7 separate regions of the Mus musculus genome follow, and all the other regions are linked to region 4. A link is a contact called in public HiCAR-type, HiChIP or PLAC-seq and promoter capture Hi-C data. All regions are on one chromosome and are shown on one strand. The core of a region is the stretch at or near the end of the contact, and the rest is flanking DNA. Distances in the headings are between cores, read along the strand shown. Region 1 overlaps Gli3 (GLI-Kruppel family member GLI3). Region 2 has its middle 42 kb from the start of Gli3. Region 3 overlaps Gli3 (GLI-Kruppel family member GLI3). Region 4 holds the start of AW209491 (expressed sequence AW209491). Region 5 has its middle 18 kb from the start of Gli3. Region 6 overlaps Gli3 (GLI-Kruppel family member GLI3). Region 7 overlaps Gli3 (GLI-Kruppel family member GLI3).

Region 1 (2,700 bases), core at 83-2,582, 920 kb after region 4:
GCAAAAGGTCATTATCCAGATGACTGATTAGTGAGGACAGCTGATTAGAGCGTGTTATTTTGCTCAAGAAAGTGCCCAGGATAAAAGCTAATTTCATCCCTTCATTAGTTGGCTGCAAGCAAGGGGAAGGCTCACTCACTCCTCAGATCAAAGCGCCTCGAAGCAACCTTAAGTTCCAGCAACTGCTTCTCCCACCAGAATATGTTGGTGGAAAATATGGCTATGCAATAGTTTCTAAGTAGAAAGGACAGTTTTTGTCAGAAGCATGAAAATACGATTGTTTGGATTTTGGGGAGGGGCAGTGGTTGGCTTTTAAAAAGTTAATTGCTTTTCTTGAAAAAAAAATTCCCATTGGTCCCATTATTGAAAAGGTGTCTGTTGAAGCAGAAACAAAGACAGAGGGGTTTGGACAACTATTCTTCCTTCCTCCTTTCAGGCTTACTTCATTTTGTTTTTTCTTGACTTTTAGGAAGGAAGATTTAAAATAGTGTTGGTAGGATGTTTTACTCTGGTCACATTTTGAAGTCTTTAGTTGTGTTTTTATTTGTGGTCTCTTTTGAGTATCATTCATGCAGAAACAGTAGGGATTCCTATAGAGTCCCCACCTGGGTTTATATATCCGCATGTTAAGTACACTCACTGTGCTGTTTAAGCTGCCCACAAGCTCCTCCCAGTGTTTTGTATTTCTGTGTGAACACAAGCTTTTCCCATCACAGCGATGTTTTGTTTTGTTTTTTCCAATGCCCACTAATTAGTGAGGTGTTTAATTAGTCCAGACAGCTGATGAGCACTTCTTTCTATTGGCTGATGGTAGTGGAACCGTTAACTTTCTATCCAGTTTGCAGCTTGTTCTTGCGTCCTTTGTTTTAACGGTTTCCCACCCAGGCGTCTCTCCATCCTTTGAGGGACTGGCTTTCCCGTCACTGGAACCCCTGTTCTCACCCAGTGGTCTGTGTGACCCATTTGCTGGTTCACCAAAATAATGTTAACGAACACTGCCTGGAGATCAAATATTATGGTTTAGACTTATTTATTGCTTTCTAGTTTGAAGATATTGTACTTGTAAGTTGGTTATTCTTGTGATTTTCCTACGTTACTATACAAGTGAATGTAGAAGTAACCTTCCAGTCTTGAGCTGGAGCCCCTCGGCAAGTCAGTGTTGAGTCCCCCACCCCCAAATGTTTTCCCTACCTTGGGGACATTGTGTAGATAGCTATGTGCAGAAAGCCTAGAAAACTGAACAGACTGGCTTCCGATTACAGTGCTTCACTGACTAGCCCCGTGACCTTGACTCAGTGTGTTGACTCTCAAGAATCTTTTTTTTTTTTTTTTTTTGCTCTCAACTATGTGCAGTGGTGTGACTATCTGTGCCTTAGGGTTCTTCTGCAGTTGAGTGGATGACGTGATGTCTTACTAAACCCCAGCGCATGCTCAGTGCCTCCGATTATGAAAACTTCTGCTCTTCTTTCTGTGCTTCCTTTTGTTTCTCCTCTCCCTCCACCATCATCATGTTGCTCCTCGAGCCAAGCCATTTCTGAGACAGGGCACATTTTGTTTTGTCTTGTTTTCCTGACAGACCCAGACACCTCTGCCTATAGACAGAGATTAGAAAATGAGTGGGCTCTAAGTAGGAGCAAGGAGGGTCAGGGACCATGCCTGTGACTTCTCTAAAGGCAGTCTTTCCCATTGAACCCTCCTTTACGCTTGCTTTTCTCTTCTTTGTCAGTAAAGGTTTTCTCTAGAGATTATAACATTTTAAATTTATGTAGCAAGTAAAAGTACAGAAAAAAGTACAGTATTATTTGTTGATACACAATAATTAAACTATTCTAAGCCAAGCTTATACCAGACGGGATATGACCTTATTTTTCTAGAACCCTGTTTGGTTATTTAATCTTCTAGTTATACCAAGTGTTTTTATTTTTTTTAATGTGTTTATGATCAAATCTGCATACCTCACATGGACTTAATTATCCAGGCAAAGCTAATGACTAATGTGAGCTAAAGGTAATAAATGTCCTAAGAATTTAAAAAATGTATTTGAAAGAGGCATAAACTTTTATCCCACTTCTGTTTCTGTGGGTAAAGCTGTCTCCTGCAGTGCTGTCCAAGCCCACGTGCATGGCAGGCCTTTAGAACTCGGTGCTCAGTAGCCTCTCTGTAGGCTATTCAGGCCTCTCTCCTGTGTTTGCCAGCTCTTTGAGACAGTTGGATAGAAAAGTCTCCATGAGTCCAATGTCAGTAATTCCTTCGATTCTCCATGGTTGGAAAATGTAGACTTCTCAAAATGCCTAATTTGTGCTTCTATATATACTAATTTTGTATTTCTAAAGTGTGGGTAGGTTTCCTGTAAGACAAGCAACGGGGGAAAAACCCAAAACATCTTTTTCCCTTCTGAAGGACATATGTAAAATTTTTATTGCATAAGATCTTATTATAATGGGTATGCAGTACTTCATCCTCAACAAACTATAGTTAGGCAGAATTCAAAGTATTTTAGAGTTTGTGGGTTTGACTTAAAAAATATGAAAAGAAAAGAAAGAAGAAAGCCTAGGGATAGCGGGCACTTCAAACATTCCCAACATGTGTTTGGAATAAAATCCACACGGTGGGGAGGGGTGGGGTGTTCTCTCATGAAGGGTAGCTGTAGATGGGCTGTATATCAGGGCAAGAGAACAAGCATGCAAGTTGCATGGCTCA
Region 2 (2,700 bases), core at 166-2,665, 790 kb after region 4:
TCCCCTAACTGCCGAGCCATGACTCTTGTCCCCATGCCTTGTTCTTTATCACTGAGGCACGTGCAGAAACCAGCCAGCACCTCACAGTACAGCCCTGCATGTCTCATTGTTTGTACTCTCAAGATAATTATGAATTAGTTGTTAGGCTTTTTAAAGTTCATGGAGCATTAATTTATAACATAAAACCTTGCACAGAAAGTGTTTGCTTTAATCCATCCAGTAAATAAATTATTTTGATAAAATGTAACATTTGAAAAGATGGATGTATTTATTTTCCTGTGTGTATATATATGTGTGTGTGTGTATAAATCTCTGTGTCCCACATGCATGAAGGTACCCCTGGATGCTAGAAGGCATAGGATCTCCTAGGAATGGAGTTATAGGTAATTGTGAGACACCTAATGTAGATGCTGGGAATGGATCCCAGGTCCTGGACAAGAGCAGTATTGGCTCTTAACTGCTAAGCCATCTCTTTAGTTAATAATAAACAGTTCTTACATGTTTCTCCCAAGTTTAATTCTGTAGTTTATCATTCTTTAATTTTTTTGCTATCCCAAAATTATATTTTATTTTAAAGCTAGCAGTGGTAGAATGTCTAGTTTTTTTTTTTTTTTTTTTTTAACAAACGTCTTTAAAAAGACAGAGTTGGAGAGAGAATAATAAATGGGTAGTGCTCTAGATTACCAAAATCACATTGTTCTCTAGAGTAAATCAGTCCATGCAGATGCCAGATAACTAAAGCTGTGTGTACATGGAGACCCGTCCAAACTATTTCTGCCCATAAACTTCATAAACAAGTTGTCAACAAACATGCATGCATAGCTCTGTCTTCCCTGCAAAGGAAATCTCCTAACTCCTCAGGCTGGTCATCTGACTCCACAGAGAATTTACTTCTGAATAACTTTAATCAGAGCAAGCTTCCCTGTTGGCTGAAGGAGCGTAGGAATTTTCATTCCTCGGAAGAAGTTGTTCTGCCCTCGGCACAGGATGCTCCGAGCAGCAGCGAGCGTCCCACCTCAGAGGTCCAGTTTTAATGCTTTGCCTCTGTTCCAGGCTGAGTCACAGGCATAGCTCTGGCATTCTTGTTCTTGCCTGCTCTTTTCTGTCGCAGCATGCTGCGTTCTGCCTCGGCTTTGGTATTCCCTCTTCTTTTTTGATATTTTAAATGAAATGAAACATGCTCTTTTTTATTTTAAAGCCTCAATACAGCATTATGCTACCTTGAAGATTTTTCCATAAATAGTCCAGGTAATGGTTTAATCAATTTTTATGCTTTCAGTGAAAGATCTGTTTCCCCGGCAGAGCTTCCTGTCCATTTGTAAGAGGCATTTGTTTTCAGTTCAGCTCTGACACCAAACTCAAGAATCACTCAGCCCTACAGCTGCTTCTCTGATATTATGAATCACGGGCATATAAAAAAAAAATCCATCTGCTGAGAATGTGGCTTGAGGACATCTCTGAAGGTTCATGGCTAGATGCATTAGTCCCTGCTGTGGCAGTTTTGGGAAGCAGCGGAGTCTTTAAGGAGTAAAGTCTAGTCAAAGGTGATTAGGTCATGCAGGCACATCTCTGGGAAGGGAGTAATGTAGTTCTCACAGAAGCAGGATACTTTTTATAAGAATAGATTGTTATATAAAAACCAAGCAAGATGGCTCCTGAATTACCTGTGTTACCATATGATCTTTTCTATACACGTTCTGTTCCAGCCATTGTAAGACTGGCTGTCGTGAGGCCCTCACTGGAGGAATGAGGCCCTCACTAGAGGGCTCCAAACTATGAATTAAATAAACAGCCTTTGGAGCCTAGCAAGATGATTTACCAGGTAGAAACAATTGTTGCTCAACTCTGACAACCCAGGTTCAAATCCCAGAAGCTGTGTAAATGCAGACAGAGGGAACCAACGCCACGCGGCTGTCCTCTGACCCCGACAGGCATACCATGGCATGCGAGCCCCCACCCCGTTTCATGAGTATGCACACTAATAGTAGTAGCAGTAATAATAATAATAACAACAACAACAATGGTAATCTCTTTTCTTCTTAAAGTAACCATGTGCTATCTTTTAAGTATCTCCCTGGAATTGATTTTGCCCCTATTATGCTTGCTACTCCTGTGGAACTTTAGGAAATTTTGAATAGAAAAATGTCTATCAGATAAAGACACTCATAGTATAGAGATGGCTTTAAGCAGTGGTGTGCTTAAGTGAAATATTGGCCCTAAGTCAGGAAGAGACAAAAAATTTACATCCTTATTTCTGTCAACTGTTTTTTTTTTGAACAGAAATATTGTGTCTTGACAAATGGATGAAGGGGTAGGTGGAGAAATCACCAATCCTTGTTCTCAAGTCCCTTCTCATTAATCTTGAATTTCATAAAAATTCCTGACGGGAGATAATTTTTAGGTATATCTGTGAGTGTTTATATAATTTAAGAAAGTTTAAGAAGTCAGAAAGTTCAGAAAGCAGTCATTTTTAACCTTTAATAAGATATTAGAGACTTTCAGGTTTTATTGTTCATCCCACCATTCTTTTATAGTAAACAATAAAGAAGAGTTAAAACAGCACACAAAAATGGCTCATAAATAAATGTTCAGAAAAATTTTTAATTTTCTAAAAATTAGAGACATTCCTAAAACTCTTCAACAAACATATGTACTGGGAAGTGGGTTGAGAAGCAAAACATTTTCTGCATCATTTACCAT
Region 3 (2,700 bases), core at 13-2,512, 960 kb after region 4:
TGACCCAAAGCATCTATTTTCTCAAAGTGTAGGAAAGAACAGACTTAAATACAGCCATATATTTTATTTTGCATTTTTTGACGGGGGGTGGGGGTGGGGGATAAGAGTCTCATGGAGCACAGGCTGGTCTCAGATTCATTATGGCGTCAGGCATTGTGGCCTTGAACTCTAGTTCCTCCTGTAGAGTATAACCAGGGTTATAGGAGTGGCTCAAGCTGAGCTTGAGGTCATTGTGTTAAAGTGAGTACCTTGGACTATATGAGACATTCATCACTTTTATCCCCATTTTTCTCATGTTGTCTCTGTTCAGTCAATGTAATTACAGGTTCCTGGCCAGTATTTGAAGGTTATTACTGCACATGACTCCCAAAGACTGAACTTTTCTTTCCTTTCAGCAGCAATGTAGAAAGAAAACCCGCAAGAGAAATCCAACTTACCTGCTTAGCAGGCTAACCAGATATGGCAGGGGTCCTTCCCTGCACACATAAACTGTGCTGTGGCTTGAGGATCGTGCTGCTGTAGCTGTGGTGACCATAGAGTCGTCAGCCTGAGGGACATAAAGAAGTGTGGGGTTACCAGCCACTGCAGAGTTTTGCTGGAGCGACTAGGGTGGGAAACAGCAGAACTCTGGCTCTCGTAGAGCTAAGCACCTGCGAGCATGTTCAGCCTCTGCCTTTCCTTGTTGTTTTTATTATCTCCTTTTTTCTAGACAGTGTCTCTACGTGTAGTCTTGAGTGTCCCGGAACTCACTTTGTAGACCAAGTCTCCCAAGTGCTGGGGTGAAAGGTGTATGTCACCACCGCCCAGCTATTGCTTCCTGAAGTGCAGAGAACAAACTTATGTACTTGATAATTTGGAGACTGCTCTGTTTGAGTAAGGCAGGACCACCAGTACACCAATTTCCTCCATCTGCCTAGCAGCCCCCATCTCTGGCTCAGTTGACTGCTAAAGCTTTCAGCCTGCTTGGCAGAAAACTAACATTAGGACCTAGAAAACTCTCTTCAGTGAGGTATATACTGAAAATTTGATTTCCCCTGTGGTGAGTCTGGGTTACTTGCATGAGCTCATGCAACTTGGCCGTGACTTCATACCTCACTCATTAAAATTATCCTATGTGACTGCTGACGGAATATACCCAGACATGATGAGGTGAAGTTGCCTCTGTGCTGGGGAAAACTCATTTCAGTTCAACAGATGCCTGCAGAGAGCTGCGTTCTCCTGAGCAGGCCTGTTGTTAGACACTCAGGGGCCTGCAAGGACTCGGGCCTTTCAGGCTGTCTAATGCTGCTGCTTGTCGAAGAGGAAACAGGAGTGCTTATCTTTCACTGGCCATATATTTCCTGAAAAGGTTATTTTGTCATCATTATTTGCTTTTTGTTGCAAGAACATATAATGTAGAAGAGCTTCACTGACAGGCTCTCTCCATCCTCATTGTTCTTATGTACTTCCGCACACTTCACTTTCTTCACACTCTTTAATGAATTAAATATGTGCTTCCGGGAAGTATGGCTCCTTCTGGGGAAAAATAGTTCTGAGGATTAAAAAAAAATGATCCTTTAATTTATTTATTTTTAATGAGACACAGAAAAAACAAGTAAACAGAGTCTATTGTCATTTTGTGCTAAGATGACTAAGTCCTGGCCTTATGCCTCCTTGCTCCTGGCTCTTTCTTATCTGATAGACTCCTGCTGCAGTGTACGTTACAAAACAGAGCTTCAGGCCTGGTCCAGGCAGGCTGCTGATTCTGTTGAAACCTCTGTTTTCTAATCTATAAAATAAAGATTGAGTTTTACAACGTTATGGGAAAAAAATCAGATTAGAGTTGTTTAGTTTCTTGCAGTATATCTGTCTTAGTCGACTTAGATTCTTGGTCCAAAGTCCCATAGACTTGTTGGCTCACAAACAGTAGAAATTTAGTCTTCTCCATTCCGGAGGCTGCAGAGTTCAAGATCAGCACAGATGTGCTGGGGTCCGTTCACTAACTTGGAGGCTGTTGTTGACTCCTTTCTTTGTTCTCCGGTAGTAGTAGGGCCAAGAACCTCTCTGAGACCTGCTTTTATAAGGAGTCCTGTTTATGGGGATTCAGCATTTGTGACCCAATCACTTGTAGAAGTGCACTCAAAATACTATCACACTTAGACAATAAGGTATTGTAGATATATTTCTGTTGCTATGGAGAGACACAATGGCCAAGGCAACTTATAGTGGAAAGATTTTCTTGGGGGCTTATAGTTTCAGAGAGTGAATCCATGACTATTATGGTAGGGAACATAGTAGCAGAAAGGCAGCCATAGCCCTTCAATAGTAGATGAGAGTTTATATCTTATCCATAGCATAAAGCGGAGGTGTGTGTGTGTGTGTGTGTGTGTGTGTGTGTATGTGTGTGTAGTTAACTAGGCATGGCATGGGCTTTTGAGACCTCAAAGCCTGTCCCTAATGACACACCATCTTTTTTTAACAAGGCACACTTCCTAATTCTTCCCAAATAGTTCCACCAACTGAGGACCAAGTATTCCAATCTATGAGCCTATGGGGGTCATTCTCACTCCAACCACCATTGGTATCAGCATGGGAATTGTGGGGAACACAAATATTTATTTTTACCAGTCTTGTAGCTAGAGTGTTTCCCTGGATCCATCCATCTTAAACATCTGAAAGCCATGAATTTTGCTATTTTGAGATGTATGCTTATTAAATGAT
Region 4 (2,700 bases), core at 163-2,662:
ACCTAAAATTTCTGTTAACTGAATATCTGATTCTTGCTCTTTGCTGTGTTTCAATTCCTTACTGTACTTTCTAGTCCACTGATGTTTAGAATATGCCTTTACTTCGAAGAGCTGTTTCCTATCTGTGCCTTCAGCCCTTAAATGAAGAGAAGCTTATTTGAGGGCCAAAGTAATCAGGTAGCTGAAGGTTCCAGTTACAAGGTACTTCTTAAGGAAACGTGCTGTTGTATGTGCCTTCTCTGTCCTCCAAATCCAAGCCGGAGAAGGTTGGGGAGTGTTGAGTTTGTGAATGAGTCTTCTTGTAGATTGTGATTGTCAGATTTCTTTGGAAGTTTTTACGTATTTACTGTTTGAAGGGAAAAGGTGTAGGGGGTGGGAGCATTGGAGGAGCAAGGAGGCTAGGGGCAACATTTAATCAGGAAAATTTCCCATTTTCTAATGGTGCCTATTTTTTGTTGGGCTTCTTTCTATCTTGACACCTGTTTACTTACATCACAATAAACTTATTTCTGAGGGAGGAATGGGCTGGCTGCCCTGGATGGGAGAAAGAACTCTGGTATGTTATTAATGGAGTCTTTTTAAAGAATGGTTTTAATTCTTGCCCCCCCCCCCCCCCCCCATTTAGACACACCTGAAGTTCCAAAGCCCTCTGGAATTTGTGCTTGATAAACCCTGGCAGGCTTTGCTGAAGGCATTTACAGCGTTGTTTGTGCCTCAGGGGCAAAATACATCTATTTACCCTTTAGTTTAGAACTAAATAAATTCGTGTGTAATGTATTTGGAATAGCGCTGGCTACAGAGCTTTTTTTTTTTTTTTTTTTTTTTTTTTTTAGTATATTTAAAGCACCGAATGAGATATTGCTCCTGTCTTAAGATTTTGGTAGTGTGTCTGATCTGAGTTACTTCTATCCTTAAAGTAGTACTTGGGACAAGGAAAACACAATTGAAATCTAATACTTAAAATAATACTTAAAAAAATACTTAAAATTAGTTTTGCTTTCTCAAACTCCCCCTCACCTCGGATAACTTTGAACTAAATATCCACAGCCCCTGAAGCTATGCAGTTCTCTGCCCTGTTCGGAAGGACAGCACATTTAAAGGTTCCTTCTATGTAAAGGCCAGGATGATGCAACTAAAAATGCTTCCGAGTGGCGTTTGGAACCTCATGGTTCTCGATTTTTATTTTGCTAAAAATATCCAAATCTGAGACCCAAATAAGTTTTAGCATTCAGGACTCAGTGAGATTGAGACCCAACCCTTGACCCGCCCCTGCTGGCTGGGAGCTCAGGTTTCCGTCGCTTTGGTAGCAGAAGCCGGTTGCCCTCAACAAATATGGTCGCTGCGGTGCCGCCTGGGACTCAAGCTCAAGCTCACCGGGCCGGAACCACGTAATGCCAGAGGCGGGACTCGGCAGGCGGAGTGCCTCTCAGCAGAACAAGGTGAGGACTGACTGGTGAGCTGTCTCTGCAGACTGCCTCTGTGTTCCCTCGCCATGTGCGCATGGTGTCTGGCGCTGCTGGTGAGGATCCGGGGACCAAGGGAGTGAGTGGGGAATAGAGGGAGGTGGAGAGGGAGGGCATGGGCCGGGTCTCGGGGCAGGAAGGGTCAGTACTGCGTCTTCCCTACTCTGGCCTCTAAGCACTAGGCCAGCTGGAGCCTGTTTGATCCGGACTTGTTGGATCAGGCCCAGCGGTGCAGGTGGACATACCAGAATGGGAACCACACTCACGCAGAAACACTTCACCCCAGGCTCTCGCACCTTGTCATAGTCCAACAGCCAGGCTGGCCACCTGGTGTGGTGTTCTGGGTCCTTCCATCTTTTCCTTCAGAATGGGAACAGGAGGCCAGTTGGTTATCCCCTTTGTTCTATTGAAACATTGCTAAGTTGACATCACATGCAGAAATCAGACAGTCTTGATTGCTTGATATTCTAAACCCTGTGGAAATCAAGAGGCAACTCCTTAAAAGACTGTATCCGGGAGTGGCAGCGCACACCTTTAATCCCAGTATTTGGGAGGCAGAGAAAGGTGGATTTCTGTGAGCTCAAGGCCAGCCTGGTCTACATATTAAGTTCCAGAACAAGCAGGGTTATGTGGAGAAACACTGTCTCAAAACACAAACAACAATCCCCCCTCCACCACCACCCCCCCAAAAAAATCCAACAAGCCCCAAGAAAACAAAAATCATCTATTGAAGGAGTAAGAGGTGAGAGATCCTAGGATGACTAGTTTAGGAGAGCCTCTTGTTTGGACAGTTTGTGGATTTTTAATATTAAGCAGTTGTTTTTACATTAAAAAAATCAGTTCTTTGAGAATTTCATATCATGTGTTTGGTTCATATCCACCATGGATGACTCAACCAATCCCATACTCCACCCCTCCTTCAAGACTGCTTTGTACTACCCAAATAGTCTAGGATGTGTGGTCTTCCACTGAAGGGTGGGAGGGAGGCTACACTCCTAGAGAAAACTGTCTCTCCCTCTCCCAGCCGCTCAGAATTGCCAGCAGTTGCCATGCTGGCTTAGGCTTGCGCAGGGTTGGTGCATGCTGTGTCCAGAGGAGGTTTCATTGCAGGTCTTACCTTTTTTCCTTTCACAATGATCCCTGAGCCTTGTGAGAGTAACATATGAGTGTTACATATGTCCCTTTTAGGAATAAGAGTTATATGTAGTCTTTTAGTCTCTGCACCTTGGCCAGTTGT
Region 5 (2,700 bases), core at 181-2,680, 820 kb after region 4:
GTAGGTCAGCTAGATGCAAGGTGACTGCCTGCATACTGTTCATGGATTCAGCTAACATGAGACACATCTTCATCTTGAAATGATTCCCTTAAACATTTTTGAGTTGGGGAATTTTAAAGATGGCTCAGTGGTTAGGAGCACAGGTTCTTCCAGAAGACCAGGTTCCATTTCTAGCATCAATATGGTGGCTTATAACAGTCTGTAATTCCAGTCTCAGGGGACCCAACACCCTCACATAGACATACATGCAGACAAAGTGCCAATCCACACAAAATAAAAATAAATAAATAATTTCTAAGAAGATTTGCAAGAAATGAGTATTAAAGTCTTTTAAGGGGCTGGAGAAATTGCTCAGTGCTTAAGAGCACTTACAGCGGTTGCAAAGGATCTGAGTTTGACTGTGAGCACCACAGGGGCTCACAATTATTTGTAGTTCCAGTTCCAGGTGATGCAACATCTCATCTGACCCTTTCGGGCTATTATATCCATGTGATACATATACATACACTGAGGTACACACACGTACATAAACATACAGTTTACAAATCAATAAAATAAAATCTCTTAATTGGAAGTATTTTTGTAATCATTGACATATTAAATCCTACATAATATTATGATCCCAAAATAAGGCTAAAGTTTTGGTATTGGGTTTTCTTTTCTTTCTTTTTCTTTTTCTTTTTCTTTCTTTTTTTTTTTTTTTTTGGCAAAATGTTTCAAAAAGAATTGAGCTTTTATATCAGTTTTATATTGCTATCTTAATACATTTTACTTTTTTTTTCAGCTATAGTTGTACATAAAGAAAATATACCATTTTTTTTTTCATTGAGCCTATTCAGATACAGTAAACCTGACCCAACTTCCCTAGTTTGCTTTCTTTTGCTGTTAATAAAGTTAATGATCCAAGCAAGTTGGGGAGGAAAGGGTTTAATCCATCACTGAAGGAAGCCAAGGCAGGAACTCAAGCAGGACAGTAACAAGGAGGCAGGAACAATGGCCACAGAGAGACTGACTCCCCTATGATTTGCCCAGCCTGCTGTTTTACATAAGCCAGGATGTCTTGCCCGGTGCGGCACTATCCAGAGAGCCAGACTCTCCTCTAACAATTAGCAATCTAGAAAATACCCCACAGAGTTGCCTACAGGCACTCTGATGAAGGCTGTTTATTTACTGAGTTTTCTCTTCCCATATAACTCTATCTTGGGTCACGTTGACTGAATACTAACCAGGACACCTCCATATTCCAGGGATCATTTTCGGTCTGGGTTCCAATGAGAACAGGGCTGGGAATCTCCTTTGTCTCACACTTTATTTGAAGAAGTAAGCAAGTATGCGCATGTGAGCCACGGCTCCATGCAGTGCACCGGACAACTTGCAGTCACTTTGGAACACACTGTCTTCTCTCTTCCTGCTTCCTCTGTGTGACAGCTAAGAGTGGACGCTCTGACATGGAATGCTTGCTATTAACTCCAGTTTACCACTTAAACGTGTGACACTAAACAGGCCCCCAGGCTCTCCTTTTCTCATATAAAAGGGGATTGTGACAGGAACCAGCCCATAATTGAAACAAGGTGTGGAAACACCTGCAAGCGATGCTTGGCGTACAGTAGGTGATCTGAAATGTCAGTTTGTGTGGCTTCTCATTCCCCTTTTCCTTCTCGATGTTCCACCCATTCTTTGCTTTTGCCTAATTTAGTACCACTCCCAGTGACTGTTCCATCATTCTTTTCTTTCCTGTCCACCACACCTAGACCAGAAACCCTTTAAGATCACAGAGAGCTCAGTACTAACTGCATCTTAGCACTTACTACAGAACATGGTCATTTTCATTTTCTGGTCTGTGTTCTTCCTTATCTTCTTGGAGCAAGCTCCTTAAGAACAGATAACATTCTATTGGTCCATGAATTCCAGCTCCCACATGAGGCCTTGTGCTTAAGTTAACTAATCAATTTTTCGTATCACCACGCCCACATTCTGGGTAAGTCTCACAAAAGTCAATGCCCAGCCAGGGTCTTGGAAAAAGAAAAAATAAAAAAAGAAGAAGGGAGAAAAACATTTTCGTGTTTCATGTGGTTGTGTAGATGTCGTAGTGCAGGGGTTAAGAAGAACATGCAGAGAGGGAAGCCAGCATATGCAACGTATCTGCTGTCCTCAGGGTCTACTCTGGGCCCTGGGTGAATGTAGACTCACCTCGCATCCACACCATTAGTTGAAATTATGTCAGAACACATATGGATGGACAATTGTAAGTAACAGTTAATTCAAAACTTCAAGCATAAATAAATTTTGAAACTAAATAGTTCTAATCTGAACCTCTCCTATCCTTCCAACCAAGAATGGGTAACAAAGCCACTGGCCAAACTTGAACTTCTATTGACTTTCTTGGAGTTATAAGTTGTGAATGATTTTATATTTTAAACAGTTGGGAGAGGACCAGAAGATAAATAACGTGCTGTGACATGAAAATTATGATAGTGATATGAAATTTGAATTGCAGTCTCCATAGCTAGAGTTACAGTAGAATGCAGCTGCTGTTCTTTATACACTGTCTAGAGGTTCTGACGTTACAATGGCAGGCTTGACTGGCTGGAGAGAAATGATCACTCGACAAGTCCACAGAGTTTCTAAAACACTGAGCATTCCTCACCCAAACAGATATGGACCAGAATGCTCCTATATCCAAAACATTCAGAGAGCTGG
Region 6 (2,700 bases), core at 195-2,694, 990 kb after region 4:
CACATAAGATAAAAGAAAAGGATTGGTGATAAAATGTATTTAGTATAAAAGGAAAAAGAAAGCCTCATTGAAATAAATATTATCTCAGTTTGTTTTGAAGGGAAAGAAAAAGAATCATTGATTTATACACTAACAGAATATTCTTCTGCTGTAAACTTGAGAAAACTGTCATGTAAGAATTGGATGCACTCCCTGGAAGGGACTGTTCCCTGCTAATGGCCTCGGTACACATGTAGTCATATGTAATAATCACCTTCCTTTTGAGAAGGGGAAGTTAGAAAAACGCGAATAATACTTTGAAGAATAATGCTGGTTATATAGATGCTAGATTGCATCTCTCTGACTATTAGTTACAGATGTGTAATTACATGGTATGCCGAAGAAAAATGAAGTTGTTTTAAAACAAGTCCTCCTCTGTGAACAGAATTAATTGATATTAACAGGCCTAACTGTATGCCCAAGTACACATATAATATTTTACCAACCGGTCTTTAGATCCATCTCCCATTACTGAATTGTAATTTCAGTTCAGATTTGCCTGGAGGTGAGTAATGAATCTGCATTGAGAACTTCTGTAGGCATTGGAGGAGAAGTGGGTATTTACAGAGGGAGAAGTCAGAGTGTTGTGACTTATTCCTCCTGTGACTTCTACTAGAGCACAAGCAAGTATTTACAGGATTCTGAAGCCTGATAAAACTGCACTCACCTAACACCAAAGACCAAAGGAAGTTCTACTACACAGAGGGAAGTGCGTTCCTAAGTGAGTTTGCAAGATGACCTGTGACTCACCTGGTCTTATAGAGCCTTTATGGCCTGGATAGGACCACAGAGATCTTGGTGTTCTGTCCTGTATCTAGATCACACAAGACCTCAGAGACAAAGATAGCTAATTCCTCCCAGTCTTTCTGAGAAAGTAATTTTAACCAGATGTTCTATGGAATCGGAAAGTTTTTCACTTTTTCAAAAAGCATGTTCTAGAGAATTTTCTTAAACTGAGCTCAAATAATATGCTGAACTCTTTCCTCTGGGCTTCTTATAGTTCATCTTTTAAGTAAATTCAAATAGGAAGTTACCAATGAAAAACTGCACCTCTTGGTCCTCTGGCAGAGTTATAGGACCGTCAAAGTCTCCCGCAATCCTGTTTTGTGTCCTAGGCTGTTAGGTTCATAGCAAAAGCAGTGTCACAGATGAGCTAAGCCACGTGTGGAGCAGCAGAGTCGGCCGTGGGTTTTGGCTTCAGCTGTGACATTGAGCTGGGGTTCTAAGCTTCACAGCACTTCCTGCCTTTTCAGTCAAGTTTTAAGATATTTAAGCAGTGATTGACTAAATTGTTCTTGTGCAGCCTACATGTGTAATTATCAAAGAGTTATGATGTAAGGCAGGTTGACAATTCAAGTTTCAAGAGAATAAGTCCTTGAAGGCTCTGAGAGAATGTTGTGTCTGTGGGTGTGAAACACGGCACCGAATGTCTGCAGTTTCCTGGGACTGTTCACATCATAACCGAGTAGATTCCTGGGTGGCTCTGACTGAGATTATGACATTGGCTCTAGGAAGTTAGAGCAGTCACATCTCCATGCCTTTGTAGCATTGTGCTTTCTTCGCATTGTTTTCTTCTCGCTTGGTAATTTCTTAGGAGCTTTATTTGGGGAAAGTGCTCAGCATATGAGCAGATAGACATGTAGATGCTGCTCAGTGGATAGCTAGGCTGGTCCAGCCTTTGAAGTATTGCCTGAGTTATCAGGATGCCTTAGGCTTGCCACACACTTGTACTGTAGGCCCTGGCAAATGCCCCCTGATGTGGGCCCTGCACTTCACTAAAATGAAGCTATTTGCTTTAGGAAGAGCTCAATAAAATAACCTCATGTATTTACTATACTGTATTTATTTGGGTCTCTAAATAAATGCTTACAGTTAGTGTATAATGGCACCAAATTTCTTCTAGTCTTGCTCCATGATGACGCAGCTGTCTGTACCCCTTCTGTCAGGCGTGGACACACCTGTGATTGTTAAAGCTGAGAGTATTGATAGTAAATGTGGCCCCTTTACCCAAACCTCCCCAGTATTAACTGTAAAATATAAAAGTATCCTATCCAGACTTTGAATTCCAAGATGTTTGCTGTATAATTGCCTCCTAGAAAATGAAATCAAGTGAGCTTACTAAGCTTTTAGAGTGAATATTTTAATTACAGGAAGATAAAACTTGGCGATATTCTCATTATTTTGTAAACACAATTGTTCTTCTGGTGCCAACTTTAGAAACTAAATTATAAGTCTCTGAAAAACAAGGGCCTGTGTTGATGGAAATGCTGACAGACCAGTGTTCAGAAGGATAGCAGGCACTGCGGTAATTATGCTATCATATTCCATCATTAGAGATTCTATTGAAAAGGTTTATAAATTGCTCCTCTTTTTAGATAAACCACCCTATATTAAGGCATCAATGATACGGTGCAGAATTAAATTAAAATCTCATAAAATGAAATATGTTCTGTATTAGCTGTTTGACACTTAATTTGCCTCTGAATGAGTAGAGGAAATCACAAATTAACCTGCTTTTGTTTTTCCAACCGTGGCTTATTAGGTGTTAGAACAACTGCAATTATAGCCCAATAATAACCCAGGAGCCTTATAAATATGTACGGAAATATGTAAGCCTGTGTTTAAAAACTAGGTTTGTTACATGAAATGCCTTTAGTTACA
Region 7 (2,700 bases), core at 128-2,627, 860 kb after region 4:
ACACAATGGTTTGATTGGTTTCTCTGGGGGAGACTTTCCCCTGCCTCATCATCCGCCAGGCAGGTGGACCAGAAAGTCTCTTGATTCTTTTGTTGCCTCTCAAAGTCCGAGGTCTTTGACTGAATAAATCCGCCGTCATGGGATAATTTGCTAAAAGGAGACTGTGAGATGCCAGAGAAAAGCCTCCTGACTTGGGTGCTGCATTAATGAAATAACGGAGCCTTGGAGTTTGCAATTGAAAAATCACTAGGAATGCAATGGGTGGAGATGGGCCTCTTTTATTTCCCATAATAAACTTTGAATTCTACCAATGAAAGCATGCCTATTGTTTCGCAGGCCTGCGGGCCTAAGTGTGTGTGCATTTGTACCCATGTTTAAGAGGGCAGCCCTGCCCGACTTTGTCGGGGTGCTGTGTCTACTTAGTCACTAGATTATTACTAGTGGATAGAAAGAATTCCATGTGACAGAGCTAAGGCTGAGTTAACACAGGACGAAAAGTAATTTACAGATAGGCTGTCCCCAGCCATCTTTGTAGCTCCTGATAAGGTTTCATTTCAGAATGGATAGGCGACATTTCCACTTACGGGCCCATTCTGCGACATCTGTGATAACAGCTTCTGGATCCTAATTGAAATTGGTTTCAAAATGGATTTTCACTTTTCTCTGTCGTTGGAAAATATTGAATGGACTCAGAGCTGCCACAGAGAACCCTAGACCTTGGAAAATGGAGCAGGAAGCTAGGCTCATCTTTCATAACAGTGGTGATGATATGACAGTTTTGTTATCGGTCTTATTAATGAAATCATTGATCACTGATGAGGGAGTTAATAAACTACATCCCACTAGCATCTCTGAAGCTCAATTAGACTGCATTACAAACAAGGGTGGGAGAGGAACAAACATCAGTGGGCTCCACGGACGAAGGAGCAGTTAGTTTTCATCTCCTCAGTAAGCATTTTGGATGAGGGCATTCAGATAGCAGCTCAAGTAGAGAGCGTTGTATAAACCAACACTGTATCTAAGACTTTTCTTTTTGACTCATAGAGAATTATTAAACAATTCATTAAGTAAAAAAATTGAGATAGAACAAAATTGATTTGAAAAAATAGTACTGTTTTCCTGAAATAAAATATTTAAGTAGACATGGAAGTTCTTATTATATAACGAGTGCTTTGAGATGGGAAAAATGGCAAAACACGTTTCCCCAGGACACCTCCTCCACAGAAGAGCTTGAGGGATGGTCCTCCGTAGGTTAAGACGATGAAGCTCAAGGGTTCATAACCTAGGCTCTTTGAAAGAAAAGTGGCTTATCACCTCTTCCTCTCTGAAAACGTTCTGAGAGTCCTAGTCAGAGGGAATTAGGCTTGGCTTTAATGAGCGCGCTCTATTGTTTGGGGTTGGGCAGCCCTGGAATGTCCTCTCCCCCTGTCCCGAAGGAGGGGAGGGGATGCTGGTGATTTCTTAGGTTTCACAGTGGGTTTCACTCCTAGGTGTTTCTCCTTTCTCTGTGCCAGCAAGGATCAATGCAGCCCATCCCAGCTTGAAAGAGGATCTGTGATCAAAGGCATCAATGATGTCACTGATCTCCAGTGATTGATTAGGACCAGAAGTTCCAGAGACTTCGGCATTTTCTGAGAATTTCAAATTCACTTGTGTCTACAACTAGGCTTACTTGGGATTATTAGCATTTAACCAGCAAAATTGTTAAAGTGGACCACGCTGCTACACCTGTGGCCCTGCCAGTGTGCTTAAGCCTATGGAAACGATGACCACATTTTATAAGCATCATTTTTTAAATTATACCGTTAATAAATAGTATGTCTGTGAATTGGTGCAAGGAACTTGGAATTCTGTGTGCAATTGGAAGCCATTTGGGAATGAAGACCTTGTCTCTAAACCAGTTTAGTTGTATATAGATAGGTGCACGTTAAGATTTAAATGTTTTATTGATTTTGAAATTTAAGTATTTCATATGCAGAATTTAAAGTCCTCTGAGTTATTTTTGTGGGAACTGCCTAACATTTCCCCTTTGCCTTTTGAGAGGTTAGCTTCTTTCTTTGTGTGACTATATCTTTACAAGTAAAACTAGACGCATTTGATGCTGAGAGGAGCCCTGTACAGTGTGGGAGGGAGCATGGGGTGAGAGAGAGGTCTCAGTGGAACTGCTCACAACTGCACTGTAGTCACTGGCTTAGCTCTACCTACAGCAGAGACTGAAAGGGTAGGGGAAGGGGCTATTTTGGAAAGCACTGAGCCCTAAGAAAGAAGAGGGAAATGAGAATGGAGAATGTTCACTATTATTTCTGCTGCCTTCCATGGTTGGTTGTAGGTTGTCAAGGATTTTTGGTACATGCTTGCTTATAACAAAGTTTTTTTTTTTGTTTGTTTGGTTTTTTTGTTTTGTTTTGTTTTGTTTTGTTTTAAATCAGAAAACTTTTAGTTCTGAACCGGGTTGAAAAGTGTGTTTTGTGTGTGAGGAGAACAGAGAGTGAAAATGAGCATGGGAGAGAAAATGATGTGCCCCTTAGATCTGAACCTGCTATGCTTCCGTGAGCCTCCTTTTGGTGGCATAGCTTTTACTCAACCAGCGGTGATAAAATCCTGGGTTTAGATCTTTGCCTATACATCAAAAGAACATTTTAGGAATAGAACAGTGGCATAAAGTAGTGGGACTTTCAACAATGTAAAATACTTCCTGGT

What was found. Promoter capture Hi-C pulls out the DNA fragments that hold promoters and counts their contacts. HiCAR-type assays count read pairs that join an accessible place to other places. HiChIP or PLAC-seq counts read pairs in DNA pulled down with a chosen protein or histone mark.
Region 1: a contact with region 4 is called in a promoter capture Hi-C map of maxillary cranial neural crest, with 6 times the contacts expected there. The contact joins the enhancer-like site here to the promoter of AW209491 in region 4. A contact is called at or near these places in 8 of 39 promoter capture datasets (the 3T3-L1 cell line, 3T3-L1-derived adipocytes, the HPC-7 cell line and 5 more), 2 of 484 Hi-C or Micro-C datasets (the HPC-7 cell line and embryonic fibroblasts), 3 of 115 datasets of contacts at active chromatin or transcription factors (embryonic stem cells, forebrain and stem cell-derived neural progenitor cells) and 1 of 9 other capture datasets (embryonic trunk).
Region 2: a contact with region 4 is called in a HiCAR-type map of fibro-adipogenic progenitors, with 5 times the contacts expected there. The contact joins the enhancer-like site here to the promoter of AW209491 in region 4. A contact is called at or near these places in 4 of 39 promoter capture datasets (the 3T3-L1 cell line, maxillary cranial neural crest and trophoblast stem cells), 2 of 115 datasets of contacts at active chromatin or transcription factors (the NIH/3T3 cell line and fibro-adipogenic progenitors) and 1 of 9 other capture datasets (embryonic stem cells).
Region 3: a promoter capture Hi-C map of the HPC-7 cell line shows a contact between it and region 4, with 4 times the contacts expected there. The contact joins the enhancer-like site here to the promoter of AW209491 in region 4. A contact is called at or near these places in 8 of 39 promoter capture datasets (the 3T3-L1 cell line, the HPC-7 cell line, embryonic stem cells and 3 more), 3 of 115 datasets of contacts at active chromatin or transcription factors (acute myeloid leukemia, craniofacial prominence and stem cell-derived neural progenitor cells) and 3 of 9 other capture datasets (adipose tissue, embryonic stem cells and pancreatic islet).
Region 5: a promoter capture Hi-C map of second pharyngeal arch cranial neural crest shows a contact between it and region 4, with 4 times the contacts expected there. The contact joins the enhancer-like site here to the promoter of AW209491 in region 4. A contact is called at or near these places in 14 of 39 promoter capture datasets (the 3T3-L1 cell line, 3T3-L1-derived adipocytes, cranial neural crest and 9 more), 6 of 115 datasets of contacts at active chromatin or transcription factors (embryonic limb bud, embryonic midbrain, embryonic stem cells and 1 more) and 1 of 9 other capture datasets (adipose tissue).
Region 6: a promoter capture Hi-C map of cranial neural crest shows a contact between it and region 4, with 5 times the contacts expected there. The contact joins the enhancer-like site here to the promoter of AW209491 in region 4. A contact is called at or near these places in 12 of 39 promoter capture datasets (3T3-L1-derived adipocytes, the HPC-7 cell line, HPC-7-derived erythroid cells and 8 more), 1 of 484 Hi-C or Micro-C datasets (reprogramming fibroblasts), 4 of 115 datasets of contacts at active chromatin or transcription factors (astrocytes, embryonic stem cells, fibro-adipogenic progenitors and 1 more) and 3 of 9 other capture datasets (adipose tissue, embryonic stem cells and pancreatic islet).
Region 7: a contact with region 4 is called in an H3K4me3 HiChIP or PLAC-seq map of craniofacial prominence, with 5 times the contacts expected there. The contact joins the enhancer-like site here to the promoter of AW209491 in region 4. A contact is called at or near these places in 8 of 39 promoter capture datasets (the 3T3-L1 cell line, 3T3-L1-derived adipocytes, cranial neural crest and 5 more), 6 of 115 datasets of contacts at active chromatin or transcription factors (the NIH/3T3 cell line, craniofacial prominence, embryonic stem cells and 2 more) and 2 of 9 other capture datasets (embryonic stem cells and embryonic tail).

Annotation. Positions count from the first base shown.
Region 1 is chr13:15,549,584-15,552,283 of GRCm38.p6, forward strand. The region is part of intron 3 of Gli3 (GLI-Kruppel family member GLI3); the gene reads left to right. Among named protein-coding and RNA genes, the nearest start is that of Gm6556, 86 kb to the left of the region's middle. Within about 2 kb of position 1,333, at least 25 of the 459 cell types and tissues checked have an H3K27ac peak or open chromatin away from gene starts, as enhancers often do.
Region 2 is chr13:15,420,541-15,423,240 of GRCm38.p6, forward strand. No RefSeq gene overlaps it. Among named protein-coding and RNA genes, the nearest start is that of Gli3, 42 kb to the right of the region's middle. Within about 2 kb of position 1,416, at least 44 of the 459 cell types and tissues checked have an H3K27ac peak or open chromatin away from gene starts, as enhancers often do. A contact at or near this core is called in fibro-adipogenic progenitors, where this site is marked.
Region 3 is chr13:15,589,464-15,592,163 of GRCm38.p6, forward strand. The region is part of intron 3 of Gli3 (GLI-Kruppel family member GLI3); the gene reads left to right. Among named protein-coding and RNA genes, the nearest start is that of Gm6556, 130 kb to the left of the region's middle. Within about 2 kb of position 1,263, at least 13 of the 459 cell types and tissues checked have an H3K27ac peak or open chromatin away from gene starts, as enhancers often do. A contact at or near this core is called in the HPC-7 cell line, where this site is marked.
Region 4 is chr13:14,628,846-14,631,545 of GRCm38.p6, forward strand. It overlaps AW209491 (expressed sequence AW209491), which reads left to right and starts at 1,413. Exons shown (of 2, transcript NM_134067.4): 1 at 1,413-1,519.
Region 5 is chr13:15,444,806-15,447,505 of GRCm38.p6, forward strand. No RefSeq gene overlaps it. Among named protein-coding and RNA genes, the nearest start is that of Gli3, 18 kb to the right of the region's middle. Within about 2 kb of position 1,431, at least 4 of the 459 cell types and tissues checked have an H3K27ac peak or open chromatin away from gene starts, as enhancers often do. A contact at or near this core is called in embryonic limb bud and second pharyngeal arch cranial neural crest, where this site is marked.
Region 6 is chr13:15,614,412-15,617,111 of GRCm38.p6, forward strand. The region is part of intron 4 of Gli3 (GLI-Kruppel family member GLI3); the gene reads left to right. Among named protein-coding and RNA genes, the nearest start is that of Gm6556, 150 kb to the left of the region's middle. Within about 2 kb of position 1,445, at least 8 of the 459 cell types and tissues checked have an H3K27ac peak or open chromatin away from gene starts, as enhancers often do.
Region 7 is chr13:15,486,109-15,488,808 of GRCm38.p6, forward strand. All of the region lies in intron 2 of Gli3 (GLI-Kruppel family member GLI3), which reads left to right. Among named protein-coding and RNA genes, the nearest start is that of Gm6556, 23 kb to the left of the region's middle. Within about 2 kb of position 1,378, at least 18 of the 459 cell types and tissues checked have an H3K27ac peak or open chromatin away from gene starts, as enhancers often do. A contact at or near this core is called in craniofacial prominence, where this site is marked.